Linked DNA regions of Mus musculus: region 1 is linked to region 2. A link is a contact called in public HiChIP or PLAC-seq data. All regions are on one chromosome and are shown on one strand. The core of a region is the stretch at or near the end of the contact, and the rest is flanking DNA. Distances in the headings are between cores, read along the strand shown.

Region 1 (5,269 bases), core at 1,329-3,828, 87 kb after region 2:
CACCCCACCCCCATCATGCTTGGCTGCTTTGTGACAATACAGTGGCAGAGGTGATAGAGCTCTCATTGCATCTTGATAAGGGTGGAAATGGAAGAAGGGAAGAGACTGGGTCTCCAAGACACTGAAGGGCTGCTCAGGCAACTAGAAACCACACAGTTGGCTTCTTGTAGCTACAGTAGTGATACTTATAATAAAATCCACATTTAGCATTGAGTACTGGCTTTATGTACCTCACACACATACATACATGCACACTTATGCATATGCACACATATATATGCTTACAAGCATGCATATATATGCATACATACACACATACACACATACAAACACACAGAGACATAAAGCATGCACATATACAAACACACATAGACATAAAATATGCACATATATGCACACAAGCATACATATATACAAACACATAGATGTGCATACACATATATTCATACAACCGGAGATTTAAATTCATTTTAAAGTAAGTAAGTTTCTCTTATGAAGTGAAAGGTGAGTGTTTCTTGTGGGTTTAAATGCTTGTCTGGAAAAGGATTCTTCCGTAGAACAGACAGGATGAGAAACTCAGGAAGCAGGTGGGAGGGAGATCCTGGAATCTTCATTATCCCACCAAGGAAGGCAAAGGCAAGTGGAGTCCTGCTCACTCTGCCTGGGGTTGGGAAGCAGATTTCAGATCGTTGGAGCCCAATGAGAGGAGCAGAGCCGGGAAAATCAGACACAGGAGATCAGAGGACTCTCCCACCAGCATCCCTGGGGGACTGAATTATGCCTGGAGCCAGGTGCAGGCCTGTAATTCCAGCCCTCTGAAAACAGAAGCAGGGATACTATGAGGAGTTCAAGACTGGCTTGGGATAGAGTGAAACACTGTATCAAAAACAAACAAACCAACAAGCAACGCCCCCTCCCCCAACAAAAACCAGAACCAAAAATATCCAAACAAAACCAAAACAACAGAGCCAGCCTAGAGAAGGAACCATGGAGACTAGTCAAAGGAATCTGAGGGAGAAGCCTTGTCCTACATAGTGAGGTTTTTAAAAGGCTGAAACTGTAAACAAAACACAGGGACCCAGAAAGGATGGGGAGGAAGGTTACACAACCTGAACCTGATTTGGAGCCACGTGCTTGGGGAAGGGGCGGGACTTTAAAGCATGCCCCAGGGGCAAAGAGTAAAGAAGCAGTGACAGACCTGCCCAGGCTTAGTTTAGGAAAAAGCAGAACAGCTCTGTCCTTGTGTTTGCCCAGTTTCAACAGTTCAGGAAAGGAACCTGAAGGTGCGAGCTGAGAAGTGGCCCCGAGTCTGCCCAACTTTGACTCTGAGTCCCTGTAGGACTGTGTCCTAGTGAGCAGACAGACTGACTCAGACAGAAGGACAGATTACAGGGCTCCTCAGTAAATTCCATAAATATTCGAGATTTTCATCCTACGCTGTGGTCACTGAAAATGTAAGTCTGAAATAGCATGGAGAACGACCATGCTCAGTGAAACTGTGTCTTGTTTTCAAATGGGCCTTCTCAAGCCGAGGCAAATGTCAAGTTTAATAAACCAACGCATAGATTCTCATGGCAGTCTCTATTCCAACGCATAGATTCTCATGGCAGTCTCTATTCCAACGCATAGATTCTCATGGCAGTCTCTATTTCTACTTTGAAACTCAAGATCTGCAGATTCTTCAGACATGCTATGTGTGTGTGTGTGTGTGTGTGTGTATCTGTGTGTATGCATGGTGTGTGTGTGTGTGTATGTGTGTGTGTGTGTGTGTGTGTGAGTGTCTGTGCATCTGTGTTTGTGTGTACATGGTGTAAGTGTATCCATGTGTGTAAATATTTGTATGTGTAAGTGTGTGTGTTCTAGGAGTGGCGCTGGGGATCGAACTCCGGACCTCATGCTTGCTGACAAGCACGTGTGAGACAAGAGTTGGACCAGTCCGTGGATATTGTTCCTCTCAACCTGTCTCCTTGCTTAGGATGTCAGGCTATGGTCAGCCTCTTGGTGGCCTTTCCCTCTTGACCCCAGCTGCTCCTGATCCCATACCCTCCGCCCACAAAACAGGAAGGAAACAGGAATTGGCTGCTCATCAATGGCCTCTCCCCCATTGTCCAGCAGGAAAATTGCCCAGTCACACACACCCTGCCTCCCTCCCTGCTTACACACCCCAGACTTGCCCTAGGTCATCTCTTGGCTACTCAGACACTCCTGGAAGGCCAGAGTCTGAGAAAAAGAACTTGCCCCTTTCTGTCACAGGGGTGAGAAGGACACAGACTAGCCTCTGTCACAGGATTTTACCTTTGTAGTTCCTCCAGTACCAACCACCTATATTTCCAAAGGTGCATTTCAGAACTTATCCCTGAATATCATTCCCACCCCCAGGTGCATTCTCAGGAGGAAAGACTGGCCAGAGGTTCCCCATTGACCCCACCCCCAAATGCTCCAGAACAGGACACTGTCAATCTCTCCTAACAAACAAGAACAACAACAACAAAACCAAAACAACAACAACAACAAGCTGTTTGAGGCCTGAGCAGGCCGGTTCTCATGACTGCCTTGGTGACTCATTCTTTTGTCCCTTGTGTTTCAGAATTTCTTTCTCAGAAATCCCCTTGATGTCATCCCTGTTTTCTTCCGCTTCCATTAGGCAGATCAAATGTCTTTTAAATATCAGCTTCCAACTGGGCCAAAACACCCGAAGGAACAGGAACAGTAGGAGGGGGAGGGACTGAGGTGTGTGTGTGTGTGTGTGTGTGTGTGTGTGTCTGTGTGTCTGTGTGTGTGTGTGTGTGTGATGTGTATGAGGAAAATCACAATTTGCATCTTAACTTTACTCAACTTACAAACATAAAGTAAAAACTGCACCATCACCTTCCTGCTAATTGCAGGACTCTCTTTTTGAGCCCTCAACTCCTCCTCCACCTCCCTCCTCTCTACAAGCCAATTAAAAAAAAAAAAGGAGGGGGGGGTGTGGTGGGGGGGTGTGGTGGTGGTGGGGGTGGTGGTAGGGGTGGTGGTGGTGGTGGTGGAGGTGGTGGGTGGGATAAAGACATCCAACTACTGAGAAACAAAGCTGATAGAGAGGGGTCAAAGATGAAGACCTCTCTCTACATCAGGGGACAAGAAAGCAAGGACAACATTCTTTTCTGTTCCCTAACTTTAAAGGATCCGCACGGTTCTTTCCCCTTCTCTCCTTGTGCACAGGACTGGCCTAACCAGCTGCCCAACCAGCTGTCATCTTTTACATAGATAAGAGGACCCCAAACACAAGGTGAACCTTTCTCCCTGCTAGTGTGTCAATGAAATGGAGCTGAGCTGGACCAATGATTGTGCACTGCTGAAGCAAGAGGATCAGAGTCATCCTGTGCCAGCCAAAACCACTTTCGAAAGTTGAGTTCCACAAACATTAGGTAGGGATGCTGGGGCCTTTATACCCACAAAAGTGATCCACAGAATAGAGGACGAATAGATCTAAGCATGACCAACTTCCAAGAAGATTTTGCGACTTTAGAAAGACGTGGGGGTTGTGAGACACATATGGATTGTGTAGTTGTTTTTTGGGGTTTTTTTTTTGGTGTTTTTTTTTTAAGTTATCATATCTTATTTATTTATTTGTGTGAGTATGCTTGTGCCTGGGGTTGAGGGGGGGGGGGAGGTTCTACACACATGCCACAGTCCACATGTAGAAATCAGAAGACAACTTTGGAGTGTCACGTCTCTTCCTCTGCCACGTGGTTCCAAGGATCCAACACAAGTCATTTGGCTTGGGAGCAAGTCCCTTTATATGCATGGAGCCACCTCATCTATTCTGATTAGTAATTTGCTAGTTTATTTATTTTGAGACATTATTTCCTATATCCAAGTTGGCCTTGAACTCACTGAGTATCCAAGGGTGATCTTGAACTTGGTACTCTTGATTCTACCACTGGAATGCTGAGACGACAGCTGTGCACAGCCCTGCATAGACTTTACATGGCACTGGGATTGAACCTAAGGCTTTGTGCGTGGTAGACAAGTACTTTGCCAGCTGAGCCTTAATGTCAGCAAGAGGCTCATTGCTGAATGATGAAGCTTGTGGTCTTCAACATCCCTTCTCAAGAACTTAGAGGACTCAGCTGGAAGGTTGCCTGACCCTCTGTCCCCAGGGAAAGCACTGGCAAACCTGGCTGGGAAGTTATCTGAAGAGACGCTTTAAGCTCTCAGTAGTTCACTGAGTGCCAGTTACCACCGGGCACAACGCCATGTTTCCATGCTGCCCCTGGTTTGTATTCATGAAGGAGGTCACATTCTCCTGTTGCTCACTGGCTTCCGTGACCTTGGATACATTTGCACATGATCTGGCTAGAGTCAAGTAAAGTAGTGAATCCATATAATGCCCAGAACCCGCCGACGTGAACTCTGAAAGCGAGCTTCTGCTATTGAGTCGCTCCCATCTTGGTGAAGATAATCCTGCAACTGTGCACACGAGCCTGAAGCTCTACATGAACATCCTGGACAGCTTCAGATAACATTTTCACGAAAGGTCGGCATATGGTTTGTGGATTGCATAATAAATAGATGGTTCTCAGACCTTAACTTGAGAAATATTGTTAAAGCATTCCATTAGGGGATAATCCTATTAAATTAGAGAATTTGACAGAAGGGGGATTTGTAAAGGAATGTAATGTTCCAAGGGACATTAAATGTCTGTAAAAACACTGAATATATCTGTAATAATAACTCCTTGAATTTGTGAGCCGTCTGTAAAAACATCGAGTGTTCAAATGTGCTGCTTTAAACACTGCACAATTATAAGTAAATTCTGCGGCCGACTGGAAATGAAGCACCTCTCTCTCTCTCTCTCTCTCTCTCTCTCTCTCTCTCTCCCTCCCTCCCTCCCACTCCCGCTTTCCCCATACCCCTCTCCTTCTCTCTGGACTAGCACAGAGAGTAATTGCATTAATTCTGTCTTTTGGTGGCTAAACCTAGGCATCTGCCATTTCCCCAGAATCTCCTCCGCCCCTAATGGGAGTGGGTATCACCCACAACACAAGCCTCCTCTGAAGCAAGGGCTTGCAAACACATTGATAATGAATTTCTGACATGTTTTTGCCTGCATTAGAAACATGTGTGCTTAACTAAGGCCATGCAGGGGTCTGAATTTCACCTCAGCGTGGTAAATCTGAATTTCCAGGTGTGGAGACAGAGCATGTCCATGCTCTACTGGAAGCCCAGATAAACCTTGTATACACTAACAACAAAAAAACAATTGTTCTGCCTGGCAGGCTACTTA
Region 2 (5,708 bases), core at 2,220-4,719:
AAAATTCCTTTAAGACAAGCTTCATGGAGAAAATGAAAAGCCTCTTTGGTGAGGCTGCAAAATGGTGGAAAAAGAAAAGTCTAGAAAAACTAGAGCTAAAACTACCATGGAATCTGACAGTCCAACTCTTGGATTCAAAAGCACTGAAATCGGAATCCCTCAAAGGCATTAATAGCTACTCCCCAGATTACTGCAGCCCCATTCAAAATAGCCAAGATGGTCAAGGCATCAACACGTTTATCAGCAGGTAAGTGGACAAAGAAAATGTGCTGTGTGTGTGAAAGAGAGGGGGGAGGGGAGGGAGAGGTTGGGGGGGAGAGAGAGAGCATGCACACATGCATACACAAACACAAAACAGAATTATTATTCAACCTTTAAGAAGAGGGGAGTTCTAAAAAACTCCAACCACATAAGCAAACCTGGTAGATACTACACTAAGAGAAATAAACCAGTAGAGAGGTGTAGGGCCAGCTAACTTCATTGTGTAAGGTATGTAAGTAGTCAAAGACCTGGGATCAAAGTGGGATGCTGGCACAGAGGTAGGAGGAAGAAATAGGACTTAGCAACCAACAGGGATCAAGATTCAGTTAACCAGATGAAAGTGACCTGCAGGCTGCTCTACAGTACTGGTCTACAGCTAATTGTGCCTACTGCTAGCAAGATGGTATTGTCCACTCAGAATTTAAGAAGGCTTTTGGGGTGGGGGTGGGGGGTTGTTGTTGTTTTGTTTTATAACTAAAAAGGAGTCCTGTAGAGCAGTAGAAATAGAAAATATTTTCTTGTCAAGTGTTGTGTGACAGTGATTCTTGCTGTGTGTGTATGTGTGCGCACATACACACATTTTGTGAATCAAATACAAAAATTATCATATGTGAAGTTATTTGTGCCTATATACTACTACTTCAGAAAAATTATTTGTGCCTATGAACTGCTACTTCAGAAAAATGTAATACATCTTGAAACAGGGTTTCTCTGTGTCCTAGGCCAGCTAGAACTCTGTGTATCCCTGGCTGTCTTAGAACTGACTCTGTAAGTGACCAGGCTGTCTTTAAACTCCCAGAGATCCATCAGCCTCCCTCCACCTCCCCAGTGCTGGGATTAAAGGCGTCGGACACCATCATGCAGCTTAAAATCTTGAATTCTCAAAAATAAGATATTTAAGAGGTGTGACTACTGAAAAGTGCTTCATTTGTTTACACTGATTTAAAGAAACTTTAGATTTAGCTTTCCAAAAATAAAGGTTAATTCATGAGTACAAATAAAAAAATGAATGATTTTGTTTTTGTTTTTCGAGACAGGGTTTCTCTGTGTAGTCCTGGCTGTCCTGGAACTCACTCTGTAGACAAGGTTGGCCTGGAACTCAGAGATCAGCCTGCCTCTGCCTCCCAAGTGCTGGGAATAAAGGCATTCGCAAACAATGCCCAGCCCAAAATGACTGATTCTTAAATCAAAAAAAAAAAAAAAAAGTGTTAGTTTCACCCCCCACCCCCACCCCAACCCCGAGAGGGCCCTGTGTAAAAAGAGACCACTTTATTTACATTAGTTTCTTTCATTGTAGTGACCAAATTTCTGACAAGAGCAGTTTAAGGAGAGGCTCCTTCGGCTCATGGTTTGAGAAATACAGTCTCTATCAGGACTGGAAGGCATGGCAGTCAGCCTCCAAGGTGACAGGGACATATAGCTGGGACTCCTCGAATCTACACAGAAAAGGAAGCAAAGAGCTGACCAGAAACAGGCTGAGCTCTGAAGTCTCAAGGCCAGACCCCAGTGACTCACTTCCTCTCACAAGGAACTGTGGCCTAAAATTTCCCCAACATCCCAAAACAGGACACCAGCTGGGAGGGAGCAAGGTCTCAAAGCTGTGCACCTCTGTGGGGAGCTTTGCCAGTTATGTAGCAAAGGCAGTGGGCAGCAGTAGCGGAAGGGGGTGGGGGGAGACATCAGTTTAAAAAAAATCTTTACAAGTCTGTTCTTCTCCTCTTCCCTTATCTGGCATGCCATTGTCAACAGCATCTGAAACTGATAGGCACTAAACAGAGACAACTTGTTTTGGATCAGAGAACATCTGTTAGATTTCAAGTGGCCTTGGGCAGGTTCTCCATACCCTCAAAGGCAGAGTTGTACATTAGCAAACTCCTTCTCGGTTATTATATGTTTCTAAAAGTAGTAATGAATTGGGCATACAAAGTGCCTGGACAGATGGGGGGAAAAAACAAAAACAAAACCCAGCAACAGGAAACTCCTCACAGATCTATTCCTCACCCCGAGCTCGTCCCTTTGAGATTAAGTCAACACTGAGTATACCTGAAAGGAGGAAGGGGCTGCCTTCCTCCTAATGACAGGCGCCACACCCAGGAGACAGTCTCATGCACACAGCTGGCCTTGCTCTACCTCTGCTGAACTGTAAATGAGTGTTTCCCACAAGTCCCCTCTCCCATCTTTCCACACTGTCAGTAATGTAGCCAGGTGTTCATTGGTGGCCAAGGTCGTCTCCACTAGAGCAAGTGAAGAACTGGGGCAAAGTGGGAAGCGGGTGAGCTGACTGGTCATCATGAAGCAATGCTTCCTGGGATACCTCTACATTCGGATTCCTTTTGGATGCCCTTTGGAGGGGAAGGGGAGGGGGAAGGAGAGGGAGAGAGGGGAGAGGGGAGAGACTGTCTGATTGTCAATCTGTCTGTCTATCTGTCAGGGAAGAGAGACGAAGCTGATGCCAAAGTCAACACAGGCAAATTTAGTGTGCAAAATTATAGGCTATATTTTTAAAATACAGGAAAAGACGTATGATGCCAATGGGTGGTTTCAGCCCCAGAGAGAGTGGGAGTGGTGAGTCCCAGACGAACTTTTCTATCTTTGTCTAACTTAGACATGGACAGTGATGACCTCTGGGTCCCCTGCTAGACTTCCTCATTTCCAGCAGTTCCCAGAGTCACTTGGAGAACGCCTTTAACTACAAAACTACAAAAGTAAATACAACTGAAAACAGACTCTGGGCATTTTCTGGTGGAAAAAAAAATCTGTCTGGAGGGCTGGAGAGATGGCTCCATGGTTAAGAGCACTGACTGCTCTTCCAGAGGTCCTGAGTTCGATTCCCAGCAACCACATGGTGGCTCATAACCGTCTGTAATGGGATCCGATGCCCTATTCCGGTGTGTGTGGAGACAGCTACATAAACATAAAATAAATAAATAATTCTTAAAAAAAAAAATCTGTCTGGAAGGTGACTATCCCCTCCTTGGGGAAGTTCTCCAGAGAGTGCAGAAAAACAGTAAGACTCCAAATGTACCCCCCCCCCCCCGAATCTTCCACTGAGGAGTCATGTGACAATTAGGCGCTCATGGCCTACTATGGGTCAGACTGCTAGAAAATGGGACTCTGGAATACACAAAACTGACATCTGTCATGCTCACCCTTTCACCTCTGCCCTACTCCCAACAAAGTGGCTTTTTCCCTTCAATGGGCCCTCCATCACTCACAAATCTGGCTTTTGCAAATTGGTCTGTGGAATGTGTGGTTTGCCCAAGGACAAAAGACTCCTTTCAGTTCCCTGAAATCAAGTCTGGAATTCTGAGGAGAAGCTAGCTTTGGGGGCTTTGCATGGAAGGAGACATGCCCTCCCAGGGTGTTTCTCCGCTGATGATAAGTCCTCTTCCAGCCCAAGAGCTTCAGGCCCACCTTGCCAGGTTCATAATGGCATTAAAGCTTGCCCTCCCCTCTCTGCCTTTAACTCCTGTCCTCCATTCCCTACTGTTAATTAAGAATGCTCCCTTTGGTCTTTCTGTCTTCTGTACAACCAACTGTGTTTTCAGTGGAGCGGGGGAAGTGGGTGAGATAAAGAACTTAGACAAGTGAAGCTTGGGAAGGAGACCGGTGGCTTTTAATTTTCCTTCCATGAATGAGCTTTGAAGTCTGCAGCTATTCAGTCAGTCAGAGTGCCCTGTACCTCAGTGGAAAGGAAGCACCTTTTACAGGTGAGGGAGAGATTCAAGGCTGTGATCTATTTCCATACACAGCTCATGACAGGGCTGGAGTAAATTCATAAAGCCAGTGCCACATGAACTAACTAGAGCAAGTCCCTGTTACTGTCTTAAAGATGGATAGCATTCCCTTCAGGGCAAAAAGCTTTAGTTCTGGGTCACTGGAGTGCCTATCTTGTATTAATCTGTAGATGAGCCATGTCAAAGGACAGCCAGGATTGTATTTCCAGGTAAGACACCTTCCTTAGGAAACTGCCATGACAAATCCACCCCACCACACACGCACCCACGTACATATACCCTGGCCATGCCCAGCTAATCATGCATATTCTAATTTTTAAGAGTCTCATTCCAGACTTCCTGCCCAAAAAACTGCCAATCACACAGTATTCCTCAAAAGACGTCACCCTGCCTGTCTATGCAAGGCTGCAACTAACCAAAAGGAGGCATCCGCTGCCGGAAGGAGGAAGGACCTGCCCCTCACATTCATGAGGGAAACAGTATGGAAACACTGCCCAACAGTGCTGCCACCATTGAAGCATGAAAGAGGAGACATGAGAGACATGAATGGTGACTTGAGGTCGACAGGAAATGCCATGTTTTATGTGACAATCAAGCCCTCATATTCTCCTTCCAGCTTCCTCTCGTCCATCTTGCCAAGGGGGTCGGTCTCCTAAAAGGCCTTTGATAGAACAGAGCGCTGCTGTTTCTAGTCAGCAGATGTAACACAAAACCCCATGGTTCACCATGGGCCGTGACATAACACAATCCCAAGGCTGACTAATTTTTTTTATTTTTGAAGCATACATGGATGAATTGTAGCAAACAAAATAGAATGCATGTGGCAAATATGCTACATTTTATTTCTACAATGTGCAAGCTCTCTCACAAGGAACACAAACAGCCAGGTACAAGCTGAGGCAGAAGAACTGCCAAAAGTTCAAGGCCAACCTAGGATACTTAGATACATAGTCTCTAATTCCAGGACAGGCCAACCTACACACACACACACACACACACAGAGAGATATATAGATAGATAGATAGATAGATAGATAGATAGATAGATAGATAGATACACACACACACACACACACATATGTAAAATAACCCAAGAAGCAGAGGCATGTGAATTTTAGTGAATTTGAAGCTAGCCTGGTCCACGAGTTGAGTTCCAGGCCAGCCAGTGATACCCTGTTCTTAACAAATAACTACGAAATGAGAAAAATTAGTAATGTCACAAACAATATGCAAGTCCTTTAAAAAAAAAAAACAAAACTCTAGGGAATGGAGAGATGGCTTTACAGTTCAGAGGACCCATACCTCCAATTCCAAGAATACTTACTCTTCTAGCACCCACACGAACACACACAAATCCACACACAGACACACATACACATATGATTAAAAATAACTCAGATAAATCTAAAAAAAAAATCAATTCCAAAAGTATAATGATATCAAACAACATTGCTGGTATATAATCTCTACTCTTTATATGGGAACTTGGGTCCTTGGGTCTTAAAATAAAATAAAATAAATTAAAAACAAAAACCAAAAAACCCTGACCAACATTAGAAAGTTATCTTAGCCTCAAGTTGAGCATGGTAGCACAGCACAAAGCCTGTAAGCCCCAGCACTCAAGATGCAAGAGGCAAGGGCAGGAAAACTTCTGTGAGTTAAAGGCCAGCCTGGTGGATATATTACAAGTTCAAGGCTAGCCAAGGATGCA

What was found. HiChIP or PLAC-seq counts read pairs in DNA pulled down with a chosen protein or histone mark.
Region 1: a contact with region 2 is called in an H3K27ac HiChIP or PLAC-seq map of bone marrow-derived dendritic cells, with 2.8 times the contacts expected there. The contact joins two enhancer-like sites. A contact is called at or near these places in 1 of 15 datasets of contacts at CTCF or cohesin (pro-B cells), 16 of 484 Hi-C or Micro-C datasets (the HPC-7 cell line, LSK cells, the N1E-115 cell line and 11 more) and 6 of 115 datasets of contacts at active chromatin or transcription factors (the SCID.adh cell line, T-cell acute lymphoblastic leukemia, bone marrow-derived dendritic cells and 3 more).

Annotation. Positions count from the first base shown.
Region 1 is chr13:28,929,368-28,934,636 of GRCm38.p6, forward strand. No RefSeq gene overlaps it. Among named protein-coding and RNA genes, the nearest start is that of Gm46406, 13 kb to the right of the region's middle. Within about 2 kb of position 2,579, at least 71 of the 459 cell types and tissues checked have an H3K27ac peak or open chromatin away from gene starts, as enhancers often do. A contact at or near this core is called in bone marrow-derived dendritic cells, where this site is marked.
Region 2 is chr13:28,841,257-28,846,964 of GRCm38.p6, forward strand. The region is part of intron 2 of 2610307P16Rik (RIKEN cDNA 2610307P16 gene); the gene reads right to left. Among named protein-coding and RNA genes, the nearest start is that of 2610307P16Rik, 41 kb to the right of the region's middle. Within about 2 kb of position 3,470, at least 78 of the 459 cell types and tissues checked have an H3K27ac peak or open chromatin away from gene starts, as enhancers often do. A contact at or near this core is called in bone marrow-derived dendritic cells, where this site is marked.